4 separate regions of the Mus musculus genome follow, and all the other regions are linked to region 2. Evidence: chromatin contacts called from public promoter capture Hi-C data. All regions are on one chromosome and are shown on one strand. The core of a region is the stretch at or near the end of the contact, and the rest is flanking DNA. Distances in the headings are between cores, read along the strand shown.

Region 1 (3,652 bases), core at 342-2,841, about 19 Mb before region 2:
CCCACACTGTGGAATTGACCTTTTGGTTTTCAGAGGCTGTGTTGAGTCATGGTGGTCCCTGTGCCCATGCCAAAGCCTGAAACAAAGTGGATCCCGTGGACATTTAATATTAACTTATAAACTGCTTCACGGTCTTAAGCGAAGAGGAACTTACTTCCCACGACCAGGGGAATTCTCAGGCAGGGCCCCCCCCTAGCAAAGGCCTGGCCATGAACTGCAACCCTGGCACTACCCAGCAGAAAGAATCCTGCTCCCCTAAAGACTAGAGACAACAGGATGCACAAAGCACCCAGGCAGGATCCAGAGAGACCAGAGGGGCACCCCAAAGTTTTCTTTGGGCACCAGATCTGTAAGTTTCCTTTATAACAGGAGTGGCACTCCCGACCACTCAACCAAACAGGAGTTGACAGTTGTTCAAATCTAAATGCTATAACCGTGGACACAGAAAGCTGTTAAGACTCTCAAGTAAGCAAAATATGGACACTCATTTGCCCTCAGATTTCCTTTCTAGTTTAAAGCTACAGCTATTCAATAATGAGGTCTGTCTCCTGGTGTAGATGGGAGGGGAAGACAGGGTCCCTGCCTGGGGTCGCCCAGGTTCCCACTCCCAGCCAAAGCCTCAGTTCTTACCAGCTCGTGTGTAGAACCAGTTCTCATCATATGGGGCAAGCTCTTTATGTTTGGCCAGCTTGACTGTGTCCACCCATTCGGGGACTTTCAGCTTCCCGGACCTAGAACCAAGAGAATTGAGAAAAAGCACACTTCAAAAATTTCCAAAGATGACTTCAGATCTACTAACCTTTAGCAAGTTAACAAGGTTGGGGGAAAAAAAAAGCAAGAACGAACAGGTTAAAAAGGAAGCATGGTCACCGTAGGCCCAATTCAGAAAAGACCCCCAGCAAGTGGCCAGAGGGATTAATGACACATTGGGGTCACAGCGCACAGGGGTCAGGCCTCAGTTCCAACAAACACTTACTTTTTGAGGAAGGCTGCCAGAGCTCTGACGAACTCCTGCTGGTTAACGTCTTTTACAGTAACTCCGGGCATCTGAGGAAGGGACAAGCATGCCGAGGTCAGGCTTGGTGCAAACCCCTGACGTGGGTCCAGGTCAACACCAACCCTGCTCGTCGCCAGTCCACCCCAAAGCCTCAGCATCCACCCAGCCTCATGTCCCTGCAACTCGGCTCCTGCAGGTCCAACAGAGTTGCCGGGTGCACACGCCACGCGGATCGCAGCACCGCGGCGTGGTGACCGCGTGGGAGAGCCCTCCACACCCCGCTCCCTCAAGCCCACGTTCCGGGCGTCCCACTCACCCCTCCGCTGCCCACCTAACCCTCCGGGCTCCCGGATTGCGGCGATCAGGCATGTCCGGGCCTGCCGCTCGCACGTGGCCGCGGCTCCAGAGGGCGGAGCGACCCCGCGCCGGGCTTCCCGCGGTCCCGGCACGAGCTCTTGGGGCCAGAAAGCCCGGCCCCGTGGCCCCGCGCACAGCCGCGACCCAGAGCCCTCACTCACCGTGCGGCCTCCGCGCTGCCAGCCAGGGGAAAGGGAACGACGGGGTTTCCCGGGCGCACAAGTCGGGCGTCGAGTCTCGCGAGATTTCGGAGTGCTCGCGAGAGCGGCTAAACCAGAGGGCTCCGCCTTTCTGAGGGCGAATATGGCTTCATCTCCACCCAAAATGGGCGGGTCTGTAAGAGGAAGGGGTGGAGAAGCCAAGAGAAGGGACTCGGGAGGAGGATAAGGGATCTGGTTCCTCTTTCCGTTTCCTTGGGCGTGACCGGAGCGAGCTGGGGGAGTCGGCCTTCATTTGAGCCTTGTGTGTCTGGCGGGAACAAGGAGGCGGAAACTTTTGAGGGCGGAAGTGCGGGCGAAGTTGAGCGCGCACGAAAGGAAGGCGGGATTCAGCGCAAGACCCTGCTTCCTGGCCGGAAATGGGAATAGTTACGGGCGGAACCGTGACAGGCAATCCAGGGAAAAGGCACTATGACATGTGGCCACCACCACCTTTTGTGCTAGCATTAGCATTCGCGAGACCAAGAGATACACGGAAGCCCCACCCTTCTTTGGGCGGAAGTTGCTTCAGCTCCATTGACGCTCGCGGAGAGGAAAGAAGGCGTTGGGAGCGGGGAGGAGATTAGGGCGGGGACAAAGGGGTAGAGGCGGGCCCTTGGTGGAGGTTCAGCTCCGCCATCTAGTGCCGGAGTCTGGTTGTTCAGACCGTTAGTCTCCTCGTTTGCCTCTTCTGAGTCATCCAAGCTGACCTGTGCAACTTTATTATATCTGTACCTACCCACCCACCTACCTGCCTATCGTTTGTTGTTTTGAGACAGGATTATCATTAATTTATTTAGCCAAGACTGGCCTGGGACTTTTTATCTAAGGCTGGCTTTGAACTCATGATCCCCCAGCTTAATGCTACGGGAGTGTGTCACTACGCCAGGCTCTCAGTACCTCCCACTCCCACCCCGCAGCGCAGCGCATAAAATATTTGAGGTTGTGTTGCATCCAGACAAATATTATTTAAGATAGAAAAGAGAGGAGGGGCCGGGCGTGGTGGCGCACGCCTTTAATCCCAGCACTCAGGAGGCAGAGGCAGGCGGATTTCTGAGTTCGAGGCCAGCCTGGTCTACAGAGTGAGTTCCAGGACAGTCAGGGCTACACAGAGAAACCCTGTCTCGACCCCCCCCCCCCCAAAAAAAAAAAAGAAACGAGGGGCATTGTGATGGTTCGCTCACTAGGTAGAAGTTCTCCCATACGAGCCTGATTGACCTGATACGATTCTTTGAACCCATCACGGTATAAGAACTAACTACAGAGTTTTGTCCTCTGACTGCCACAGGTGCGTCTCAGAGAAGGGTGTATGTTCACATATCGCACCCTCTTTATACACATACTAAGACTTAAAATTAGAAAAAAATATTAAAAAGAAATGAATTATCAATACATAAGTGAAAAGTTAAGCCAGTTTGAGGGGCCGGAGAGACAGATGGCTCAGCAATTTCAGAAAATCTGACTTCAGTTCCAAACACCTACACTGGAGGGTCACAGTAGCTTGTACTTTCATCTCCAGAGGATGACATGTCCTCTTCTGGCTTCCTCGGGCACGTGCACTCATGTATGTACATATGCAGACACATACACACAAAAGTAAATTTAAAAAAACCTTAAACACTTAAATGGCCTGGGCATAGTGATGCACACCTACGGTCCTAACACTCAGGAGACACAGGCAGGAGGATTACAGCAAATTCGAGGTCAGATTGGTTTACATAATGAGTTCTAAGGCAGCCAAACCAGAACAGCACCAATACAAAAACCATGTATGCGACCAGTAAAGTGCACTTCTGGGGATGTCTGTGAGTGTGAGGACGCTGACAGAATCAATGGATTCACAAATAGGATGCTGCTGGTGAGAGGCTGTGGGAGGTGGAAGATGGGCTTAGCTGGAGGAATGGTTAGAACTGGGAACTCTTCTTCTCTTGCCTGGGGTCTCTTATCTGTGTGGTAGTCCTAGCTCCTCAGCAGGACACACCCAGCATGACAGTGATTTGCTCAAGGACATGGGGCCATGTGGCAATAAACCAGTCCCTTTCCAAACTGAGACAAATGAATAAATCCTTGGGTTGTTTCTATCTGGCATTTGGTCATGGTG
Region 2 (3,490 bases), core at 653-3,152:
ACTCACATGATAGAAGAGGACCAACCAACTCCTGATAGCTGTTCTCTGACCTTACATGCACATGCATGGACACACACACACACACACACACACACACACAGTGCCTGCAAACCCCAGAAATGGAAAAAAAAATAATCCCACACAAATCAGATACAAAAAGTGACTTGAGGATAGCTGGCTGGAGTTAGAGAAGGAGTACACCCTGAGCATCACGGTGGAGTCATAGTGGGAAAGGAGATAAGGAGATAGGAGGGGCAAAACAGAATTGCACATTTACTAGAGTTTAAACAAAAACAAAAACAAAAAAAGATAAAGTTTGGAGAGACAAGAGAAAGCCTGGGGTGCCCAGAGCCTTGGTTCCTTGTAGTTGTCACTGAAAGTGGCACAAAGCTGTTCCCGTTAGGGTTTCGTGGGTACTAGGTGAGTGTGTACCCCTGAGCCTTTGAGGCTCACCATGGAGAAAATATGTATCTTCAGATTACTTGGTTTAGCATTCTAAGAATTCCTCTGTGTGGCCCAGGACTCGGGATGGAACAGTAACTACCGTGGCTGTGTCTGATGCTGCCAGTTTGCCTTTTAGTTTTGTTAGCTTTGAGCCAGGAAGGGATAGTTAATTTTTTTTTTTTTTTTTTTTTTTACTGTCCTCCGTTTACTCTTTACCTTTGGGGCCATTTTAATACCCCTGCTGTGGGTTCGCCTTTAGCCTTTTGATCAGTTACAAGCAGCCTGTGATCTTTATCACCCGTTGAAAGGTCCTGGCTGGTTTATCTTTAATCTAACCACGGAAGTCCAGCGCTTGAACATGAATTACAGGCAGTTTGGACATTTTCCATTACAGGGCTCAGCATAGGCCTCCTCTTGAATTTTCTAACTCTCTACACATCCTTAACAGTCTGCTGAGCAAAGACTTCTGGAGCACCTTGCTAAGGAGATGGCTATGCTTTCCATTTTCTTAGCTTGTCCTCAGGTGTCATGTATCGTTTTGCCTGTGGGCTTTGCTTCTTTAGGCTGCCCAGGATTTTCTCTGGTGCAGGAGGAGTTTGTTTAAAAAGTCCATCCCTTACTTAGTCCAAGTGTCAGCAGCACCTGACGCCTGCTTTTGTAAAGGTAGTTACGTGATGATGATACCATTTGTCTCAGAGAAGCTGACATTGACTTTCAAGTTTCAAATTGTGCCTTGGAAGCAGATATCTGTAGAGGGTCCTTTCATTCCTTTTCTTCATCATCAGCATCCTCCAAACTGTGATGGACCTTTCTTCTAGGAGAGTAATAAGTCATAAACACTTAATTTGGAGCCCTACTCTGAAGGTTCGAGGTCATTCTTGCTATGTCACTTAGTAAGGTAATGTGACCTCTGGTTCTCTGCAAAACAGGCCGATTTCAAGATGAGGTCGTCCCAAAATGCAACCCGCACCGGAGGCTCGAGCGGAAACATTTTGGGGAAAAACTCCAGATCTCGTGAACCGAATTTTTTCTTGAGACCGGCGTTGGCCTGGAAGCGCCCCGGGGCGGAAGGGGTTACGATGATAGAGACGACAGGAGGACTGGAGTAGTGGGAGCGTCGCCGCGGGCAGCTCACCGCGCAGGCGCGAGCGACGAGGCTGGGTTGGGGGCCGCCCCGACACCCGGAAGTGTGCGCCTAACGGGTCGAGCCCAGCCTTCTGTCCGGGGAGGGGGCGGGGCCCGAGCCCCTCGGAGCGAGGCGCCATAGAGCAAAACGGAGGACCTGGGTCCTAGATAATTCCGGAAGTAGCGTCCCGAGGCGCCTTTCCGTACCATAGAGCCGGAGGGGGTAGCGGTCAGGGGTCCTGGAGCTCCTCTGCCTAGAGTGGCGAGGTAGCGGTGGCGGCCTGGGAGGGGGAGGAGAGGGAGAGGCGCGAGCGGAAGCGGCCGGGAAGGTCACTTCCGGCCTGGGCGCCCGTCCCCCTGACCCCAGGGTCTGAGTCGCCGCTGCCGCCGCTGCCACCATCCGCGAGGCAGGCGAGAGGAAGAGTGCGGCGTGACGGCCCCGGGGCCGCGGAGGTGAGGGCGGCCGCGGGCTCAGGGGGGCGTGCGCCGAGTGGCTGGGATGAGAGCGCGTCGGGAAGCTGGGCTTCGGACGGGGGTGGGTGGGGAGGCGGGAGGGCGAGCGCGGCAGAGCGGACTAGTGCGCGTGCGTGTCGTGTTAGGGGTGTGTGTGGGGGGGGTGGGCGTGAGCGGGCGCGCGGCCGGGGAGTTCGCGCGCGCGCGCGGGAGAGATTGGCGCCGCGGCCTGGGACAATGCGCGTGCGCTACTCCGGCGGCAGTGCTGGGCCGGCAGGCACCTGGGTTATCCAACCGGTGGGGTCCGGGCCACCCGGACTGGACTTGCAGCCGGTCATGGCCGGAAGTGCCAGGGACTTGTTGCGGGGGCGAGGCTTGATGTGGGGAGAGACCCCGCCGCCTGGATTGGGCTGACCGGAAACGGCGGCCCATGGTCAGTCTCGGCCCAAGTTCTCCCAAGTCCTCTCCTTCCTCAAATCGAGTCGCCTGGCCCGTTGCTGCCTCGGGGGCCATGCGCTGGCCTTTGATCCAGCGAGTAATTACGGGATGCAGGTGGCGGGAGGCTCATTCATCTATTTCCCCCGCGCGTGCTGACCGGCGGCAGGAAACACGTCCTGGGAGGGGAAGCGCCAGGCCAAGGTCAGCACCGTGTGGGTCGTCCTGGGCCGCCTGGACTGTTGCCTTCCTCCCCTGGGCGGACACAGGGCTGGGTCCAGCGCGGAGCCCCGCCCCTTAGCAGACCTCCCGCCTCCACCTCCAATCTGTACAAGAGTTAGGTCATAGGGTGACCCCCAAGCCCCGGGAATGTGTGCCCCAGCACTTACAAAAGGTCAGTCGGAAAAGTGATCCACAGACGAAGAAGTGAGTGGGGAGTGAACTGACACCTGTCTTAACACCAGGATAGGAAAATGAACATGAACTGGGGTTGGAAAGCAGGAGCTGAGACCTGACCCAGGACGACCTTAGGCGTTATTGCCCAGGTCGTTATTAAAAACGCAGACCTGATGGGTTCCCCCAACCCCTTAATTTCTGATTCAGGCTCCATGTTTGGCGTTGTTGAGAATCTAGCTGAGATCTGGCCTCTGCTCTGGGGAAAGCTTTAAGCCTCTTGGGTCAAGTGCAGGTAACTTTCCCCTCCTGCTTCTCTGGAGTCACTGAGTGCTGTGCTGCCATGGCCCAGAGAACTTTCACATTAGATTCTGACTTGGTTTATCTCATGTGTTCTCCATCTGAGCAGAGAAGGGTATATCCTCAGGCTTGGCCCATGGTGAAATTCAAGAATGATTTGCAGCTACTGGGAATATTGCCCACGAGCTCTGAAGCTCAATTCCTCGCTTCAGCTCCTAAGTTCTGCAGCCATAGATAAGAAATTTCATGCCATTCCTCACGAGGACACAATAGAGGTGTTAAAGTGATACACCCAGAGCAAGGGTTTTCATACTTTTGCTTTCAGGCAAAAGTTCAAAAA
Region 3 (3,515 bases), core at 716-3,215, about 11 Mb before region 2:
GAGAGACAGAGAGAGACAGAGAGAGAGAACCCAGGTTGACCTGGAACTAACTCTGTGGCTCATGCTAGCCTGAAACAACTCTGGATAAATCTTCCTCCTCAGCCTCTCAAATGCTGGACTGCAAGGGTGAGCCACCAAGCCAGGCTTCTCTTAAGCCTCCTCTGCATGTATAGGCAGGCACTATTACTAGCTCCTCCTCACAGAGGAAATAATAGTATTGTGGCTTGCTCAAGATCACATAGCTTCAGGAACAATTGGAGCTGGGTTCAAATTTGTTAGAGCAGATACTGCCTCAAAAAAAAAAAAATCAAAAGAAAATTCACTTCCTACATGATCCCACTGGCACTGGCAGGTATAGTCAAATAGGGACTGTGCCTAGAAATTAGATTCAGATTCACTCTCAGTCAGACTCTTCAGGAATACGTTGATGCCTGTGGACACACGTCAAATGGACATGTGTACCAACATCGATTTTCCAGAGTGATTGTTAGTTGTAGTCAGGGGTGGAGCGGGGGAGGTGAGGCTGATACACAGCCTTAAAGCACTTATATATAGTGTTAGTGTCTAGATTGAGGACTTAAAGACTAGAATAGGAAGATACACAGTGGGGTCTGAAGATGTTACTGGAGGCTAGACTACCCGTGGCTTCTCAGAAAGAGTTTGGGTTGTCTCACGAGGGAGCTGGGGAGCCATGGAAGGCTGCGGCGGGTGCCAGTTTTACAGTATTCCAGCAAGATGCCTCTGACTGCCATATGGAAGGTAAACTGGAGGAGGGAGGATGAACGCAAGCATCAGAGGAGGCTGAAGCTCTGATCCAGGCACAGGAAATGCAAGCAGCAACAGTGTCATTTAAAAGATCCCTTTGGGGCTGGGGTGTTGTGGCACACGCCTTTAATCCCAGCACTTGGGAGGCAGAGTTAGGCGAATTTCTGAGTTCAAGGCCAGCCTGGTCTACAGAGTGAGTTCCAGGACAGCCAGGGCTACACAGAGAAACCCTGTCTCGGAAGAAAAAAAAAAATCCCTTTGGTGTGGTTGTTTGTATTCGGAACAGCGTCTCAGGTATCCCAGGCTGGCCTTGAACCTGAAATTCTGATACTGTTGCCTCCACCTATCAAGCCTTCAAATTACTGAGGTGCACCTTTCAGCCTGATTTATATAGTGCTGGAATTGGAACTCAAGCCTGGAGCACTCTAGACAAGTACTCTACCAACTGAGCTACATCCATGACCCTTTAAAAGGTTTTTTCTAGGACTTGACATGATGATGCAAAGCTTTAATCCCAACACTTGGGAGGTACAGGCAGCTGGGTCTTTGAATTCAAGGCCAGCCTGGTTTATATAGCAAGTTCCAGGCTAGCCAGGGTTGCATAATTAAATCCTATCTCAAAATAAAAAAATAAAATAAATTAATAAGGATGCTGTTGGGCTCGGAACAAACATGGTACAATTGAGACTTGTCAAGACTTGAAGATCGGGATGCCTTGTTAATAATTCAAAAAGAGCCTTGATTTGCAACGTTCAAGTTTTATTTTGTTTGCTTGAGAAACTACCCATTTTCCAAAAGGGTTACTGAGGAGACAAGAGATAAACTTGTTCAAGGTCACACGAGTAATTGGCAGCACCCAGCTCCAGAGCAAACTCCGGGTTGGGCAGGGTGCTGGTTTGAAAGCAGCCCCACCCGCCGGAGGCAACGCAACCCAATCACCAACCCTAAAGGAAGCCGGGATCTCCAAGAAACTTTTGCAGCCTCGCAACTTTGGGAGTAGGCGCCCTCCCGGCCTGCCCCCATCCACAAGGCCCCTTCTCTCCTTTCTGATTGGCTACTTCTACAAGTACAAGTACGGTCTGGATACCCTCTGGTCACCTTGTCCTCCCGGCGCTCTGGGGGCGGGGGCGGGGGGGGGGGGAAGTTGGGGGGGACGCCGCGCAGGCGCGTCAGGAGTGCCTTTGGGGCCCGCGCTTTACGACACTTGTGCGGCAGCGGCGGCGGTCACTCGGCACTCCTTCGCGACGGTTCGGCCTGGTGCCGCGAGCGGCCGTTGCCAGGGTGGGGGTCGCTTTGCGGCATGGCGATGGCGGAGGGCGAGCGGACTGAGTGTGCTGAGACCCCCCGGGACGAACCCCCGGCCGATGGCACTCTGAAGCGGGCAGAGGAGCTCAAGACACAGGCCAACGACTACTTCAAAGGTGCGCCCGGCCCGGACGGGGTGAGGGAGGGTGGACAGCGGCCCAGGCTGTGGGGGTGCCAGGCCCGGCGGGGAACCATGGCAACGCGGAGCGGCAGCCTGGGCGCCGGGCAAGCACTACAGAGTAGCCAGGCGCGAGGAGGAGGCTCAGGCTGGACGACAGACTGGGGAGAGCTGCTGAGAAGTGGATACCAAGCAGAAGCCACTCACTGGGGAGACTGAGGCAGGCGCTGCTACACGATAGGGGAAAAGCAGGGGGCCGACATGTGAGTGCTACCAAATGTGAGACCTGGACAGAGGTGCTAAATGGTGGTCAGACCTGAAGAGGGCGCTACCAAATAGTGACATGTGTTTAGGGCAGTGATGGCGCTGCCGAGTGGGGAGGCCTGAGATGAGTATGACCGAGAAGAGAAGGCCCAATAGAGAAGGGAATTATGGGGATGGAGGTAGATAATTATATTGGAAGGCGATTTGGGGTGATCCAAGGAAACGAGTAGGGTGGAGAGGTGGAGCAGGAACGAATAGGGTGATCTTGGGCTAAGAGTGCCATGTGGGAGGACATGTCTCCGTTCATTCATTCTTTCAGTACACTTGTATTAAATAAGTGTCATGTGCTACACGGCCTGTGCTTGGCTCTGAGGCTGCAGCGATGAATGCAACACATGACTCGGATTTAAGCAGAACCAATCATTGCAAACTTGTGATGATCACTTTGGGTCAAGGTGACAACACAGGAAATACAGCTTAGAGTCTGCTTTCGATGGTGAGGTCGGGAGTGCCTGGAGAAAGAGGCTTTTTGAGGCGAATTGACAAGGAGTTTTACACGTGGGTCCTGACCACTGAGTTTGTGTGAAGACCCTGGGGTGGAGAGTGATTGAAAACAGACTGGCTTGGCTGGAGTTTGAGGAAACTGGGGGTACGAGGGGAAGACTGATACAAGAGAAGATTAAGATAAGGGGACAGAGCATGCAAAATCTGAATTCGTCACAAAGATGAGTTTTGGGTTTCCTTCGCTGTCCGAAAAGGGACATTGAGTGGGTAGATGGGACCAGTCTGGACTGGAGAAAATTTTGAGTGTAACCAGCCTATGGTTGGAGGTGCCCTGGGAATGGATGAAGTCACCAGAGAGTGGGATCTAGAGAGAACCTAGGATGGAGTTTTCATGTTTACAGCGGAAAAGGGGCTACTGAGGAGAAGTGACTGAGGTGGAAGAGAAACCAGGAAAGGTGCCACAGGCTAAGAAAACAAGGTTCTTCCGGAAAGAAAGCCACGTGCCTGATCACCTAGCCCCAGGCACTGTCCATCAGAGCTTTTGCTCCCAGAGGAACGC
Region 4 (3,761 bases), core at 66-2,565, about 13 Mb before region 2:
AATCACCTCCAGATGACCTAATTCAACATACAATGTAAACAACGTTGTTACATTGTATTGTTGAGGGAGGATGTAAAATTTTAAAGTCAGTGTAAACCATTTTCCTGACTATTTCAATCTTAAGATTGGCTGAATCCACGCATGTGAACTTCCAAGACAAGCTGATGGTCAACTTTATAGAAACTATTTTCTATTTCACTTTTTTTTCTCTTAGTAAATACTGAGCTCAGTCTATTTTCCACCTTCCTTTCTTTCCACGGTTGCAAATCATTTTATTACGTAAATATAGTGATTTCTGCTAGACTTCCCACTGAAGGACAGCCGGGATGTTTGCAGTCTGGCTATCAGAAACATTAACACTGTTTTCCCCTCTCTGGTTGTGTGCTCAGCATTGAACCGCCCCTCCCACCAGGAAGTACGATGACTTTCCCGTTATCCTAAAGAGTGGATCTCCAAGTGTTTTTGTTTGTTTGTTTGTTTGTTTGTTTTTTGTATTTTCTGTATTCATTCAACGAGCATCGCCTAAGCAACACCAGTGTATGTTGGGCGCGAGCTGTGCTGGGAGGCAGGCACCAGGACACACTCTGTCCTCTCTTACACAGAGCCCAGGGTCAGGGACCTCCTCACGCAGCACACAAATAAAATCCTAATAACAAGTTCGACCACACGTGACGAGAAGGCAAGGCAAGGGGACCTAGGAGAGCCTTCAGCAGGCGGATTTGAGGAAGGAGGGAGGCAAACGGAGGTTTTGCAGGGGCAGTGACGTGGGGTGCCGAGCCCCCCAACCCCGAAGATGAAAGGGAGTTAGGCCGAAGGATAACAGCACGTTTCCAGGGCGGGGGACACTGGGGAGGAACAGCCTGTGCAAAGGCCCGGAGGTGGGAAGCTTCGCACACGGCCAGTCTGGGGAAGTGAAGGGCCCGGTGCAGCAGTGTGCGGAGCGGGGGACGAGCCAGGGCCAGGCTGGTGGCCCAGGAGGTCTGCGCGGCCACGGTGGAACTTTGGCCCCGGGGGACCGGGAAGCCAAAGAAGGCAAGGATGGGTCCCGAGCAGTGTGGGAAGAAGCGGGGGCCCGCGACCCCGCTGCTCCCGGCCCTCGCCGAGGCCCTCCCCATCGCTCGCGCCCCGGCCTTGTCAGCGCCCCCCCTCCCCCCACCCCAGGACCTCACGCCGCCACCCGCTCACCGCGACTCCGGCCTCTGTCCCCCTCGCGCCCCCTCAGCAGCGCCTCTCCGCAGACGCTGCCGCCGCCGCCATCTTCCGCCCGCCGCCGTGACACGGCGCAGGCGCTGCACTAGTAGGGCCGCCGGGAAATGGAGTCCGGCACCGCGGCCGGTCCCCGCCCCTAAGGCGTGCCGCGTCGGCAGCCGCCCGCCCTCCCCGGGCGTCCACCGGAGCGGCCGCCATTTCCGGCCTTCGAGCGCCATGCCTTCTGGGAAATGTAGTCCGCGCTGCGCAGGCGCCGGACGGAAATGGGAACGAAGGCTTCTGGGAAATGGAGTTCCCAGCGGTCCGGAGTCCCTCTCCCTAGACGGCTGGCTAACGTTGAGTGGAGAGTGCTGTGAGTGGAGTTTCTGGGTCTTAGAGGAGATCTGGTGCCTTAATGGGGTCTGAGCAGAAGCCCTGAGCCTTTCCACCGCCGACCCTGACTCTGTACGGAGCCTGCAACATTCGCAGACGTCAAAAGCCTCAGTCTTCCTGTCTGTCCAATGGGAATGTGGTTTCAGGAATCTCTGCGGGCTACTTAAACGGTGTTGTATAGGGACTTGTGGAGTCCTGAGCTCTGTCAACCTCCTTTCTTTCGTGGAAGACATGCGGGGTTCTAGAGTTTCCCTCCTTTAGCTGGAGATGATGAAACACTTAGAGGCAGAAAGATTCCCCGGCTCCCGCTCTGTTGCTCTAGGGCTTTTGGGATCAGCAGGGTGTGGCTCTCTACCCCACGCCTTGTAGTCCCCGACTCTTCATCCATCGCAAGCTTCCAGGTGCCAGGACCGAGGCTCCCAGTGCCTGAGGTCTCTCTTCTTGAGATCCCGCAGGGGGCGCCCCAATCCGAGGGCGCCGCGCTCGGGGAGGCGGGCGGGGAGCCCGGGGCGGGCCCGGGAGGGGGTGTCCCGGCTATAAAAAGTGGCTGCCTCCCAAGGCGCCTGGGCCAGCGGGACTCCCGGGCTGTGTGCCTCAGGTCGGAACTCGGGGCTAGTGCCTGTAGAGAGACCGAAGCACTCGGTTCCCCCAGGGGGGCCTCAGCCTGGGTGTGTGGGGGCGCAGGCCCCGGGGATGCTGGGCTCAGTGAAGATGGAGGCTCATGACCTGGCCGAGTGGAGCTACTACCCGGAGGCGGGCGAGGTGTGTCCTCGGGGATGGCGGAGCGGGAAATGGGGGGCAGGTGTGGGGCTTAAATGCAAGCAGGCGCTGTGGTGTGGGCCCAGGTGGGAGCAACAGACCTGAGGACACAGATTCTAGGTGTGGGAGTCGGGGGACAAGGTTTGGGAGAACGATTTAGACTGCAGATCCATGCGAAGGCTTGCTTCCAACGGAAGAAAATGTTAGCAATGAAACCTCGAAGTTATACTTGAAAGGTGTCGAGCCCCTGAGTCGAATGAACAAATTGGAGGTGGGAACCGGAGCTCTAGGGTAGAGCGATAGAGCTGGAGGACCTCGAGAAATGAGTTCTGTAGTAGAGAGGAGAAATACAGAGACTAAGAGGCATTGGTAGTCCGCAGTAAGGAAAAGTTTGTGCCGGAATTCAGGGTTGAAGACGGGGGTTGGGGGACTTCGGGCAGTCGGGGGTCAGAATTGAGGTTCCGGGATAAAGATCAGCTGAGGAGCTAAGGTAGGGGCACAAATAGGGTGGTCGGGGGTCCTTCTGAGGAATCTAATGTAACAGGTGGCTTAGGTAGACTAGTCCTCAGATGACGTCAGCCTTGGAAGATCAAAAGACAAGAGGATCCACATCTGTGTGGCAGGAGTCAGCCATCCTTACCCCGACCCTCAGCAGGGGCTCTCCAGAATGTACACCATCTAGGCATTGCTAGACTTACATTAATTCCTTCACCCCAACAAACAGAAAGTCCCTCTTCACGTCTAACTCCCGTTTGTCCGAGTGCTTCTGCACCCTGTAGTCCATATTGTGATGGTGGGGAGAAGGGCCGAGGTTCTGGACCCATGAGCTCCTGACATAGACGGCTTAAGGTGGGGGGGGGGGGCTCTCGAACAAGTCAAGCTTCAGCGGCTGAGGGAGGTGGCTAGGGTCTGTATTTCCAAGTTGTGGAATTGGACTCCTGGATCCCTAGGGGTAGCTGGTCTTGGAGTTGGCGAGGTGCCCGGGAGGGGCCTGTCCTAGGTCTGGTGAGGTGTGAGGTGGGGCAGAGCTGACCGGGAAGGAATTGGGAGTGTGCAGAAGTAGAAAGGGAGGGGGCTGGAGGTGTTGGTGACTTTGTAGGAAGGCAGAAGCCAGGGTGGTATCTCAGGTCATTGGGAGTTTGAGCATTGGATTTAAGAGAGCCAACTACAAGTCTGTCCTTCTGGGGACACATCTGAAGAAGTTAGTTGAGGGTTCTAGAGAAGAAAAACTAAAATTTGGGAGTACTGTGTGAATGCTCCCCAGCCCTCAGTTGAGGAGACAGTGTATGTAGAGGCTGACGGAAATTGACAGACCAGTTGTGGATATGCATGCCTGTAAACCTAGCATTTGGAAAGCTGAGGCAGGAGGATGAGAAGTTCTAAGGTCGACTACATAGCAAGCTTAATCTACAGAATGAGAC

Evidence for each region. Promoter capture Hi-C pulls out the DNA fragments that hold promoters and counts their contacts.
Region 1: a promoter capture Hi-C map of cranial neural crest shows a contact between it and region 2. The contact joins the promoter of Rps19 here to the promoter of Zfp787 in region 2.
Region 3: a contact with region 2 is called in a promoter capture Hi-C map of second pharyngeal arch cranial neural crest. The contact joins the promoter of Ppp5c here to the promoter of Zfp787 in region 2. A contact is called at or near these places in 2 of 39 promoter capture datasets (cranial neural crest and second pharyngeal arch cranial neural crest) and 1 of 484 Hi-C or Micro-C datasets (B cells).
Region 4: a contact with region 2 is called in a promoter capture Hi-C map of pre-B cells. The contact joins the promoter of Sympk here to the promoter of Zfp787 in region 2. A contact is called at or near these places in 3 of 39 promoter capture datasets (cranial neural crest, liver and pre-B cells).

Annotation. Positions count from the first base shown.
Region 1 is chr7:24,882,531-24,886,182 of GRCm38.p6, reverse strand. Rps19 (ribosomal protein S19) reads right to left here and starts at 1,591. Exons shown (of 6, transcript NM_001360119.1): 1 at 1,516-1,591; 2 at 977-1,047; 3 at 631-731. The coding sequence starts at 1,047.
Region 2 is chr7:6,154,377-6,157,866 of GRCm38.p6, reverse strand. It overlaps Zfp787 (zinc finger protein 787), which reads left to right and starts at 1,902. Exons shown (of 3, transcript NM_001013012.2): 1 at 1,902-2,022. It overlaps Gm36371 (a long non-coding RNA gene), which reads right to left and starts at 648. Exons shown (of 2, transcript XR_391130.2): 1 at 1-648.
Region 3 is chr7:17,026,364-17,029,878 of GRCm38.p6, reverse strand. Ppp5c (protein phosphatase 5, catalytic subunit) reads left to right here and starts at 1,965. Exons shown (of 13, transcript NM_011155.2): 1 at 1,965-2,186. The coding sequence starts at 2,066.
Region 4 is chr7:19,021,931-19,025,691 of GRCm38.p6, reverse strand. It overlaps Sympk (symplekin), which reads right to left and starts at 1,315. Exons shown (of 27, transcript NM_026605.2): 1 at 1,186-1,315. It overlaps Foxa3 (forkhead box A3), which reads left to right and starts at 2,153. Exons shown (of 2, transcript NM_008260.2): 1 at 2,153-2,343. The coding sequence starts at 2,275.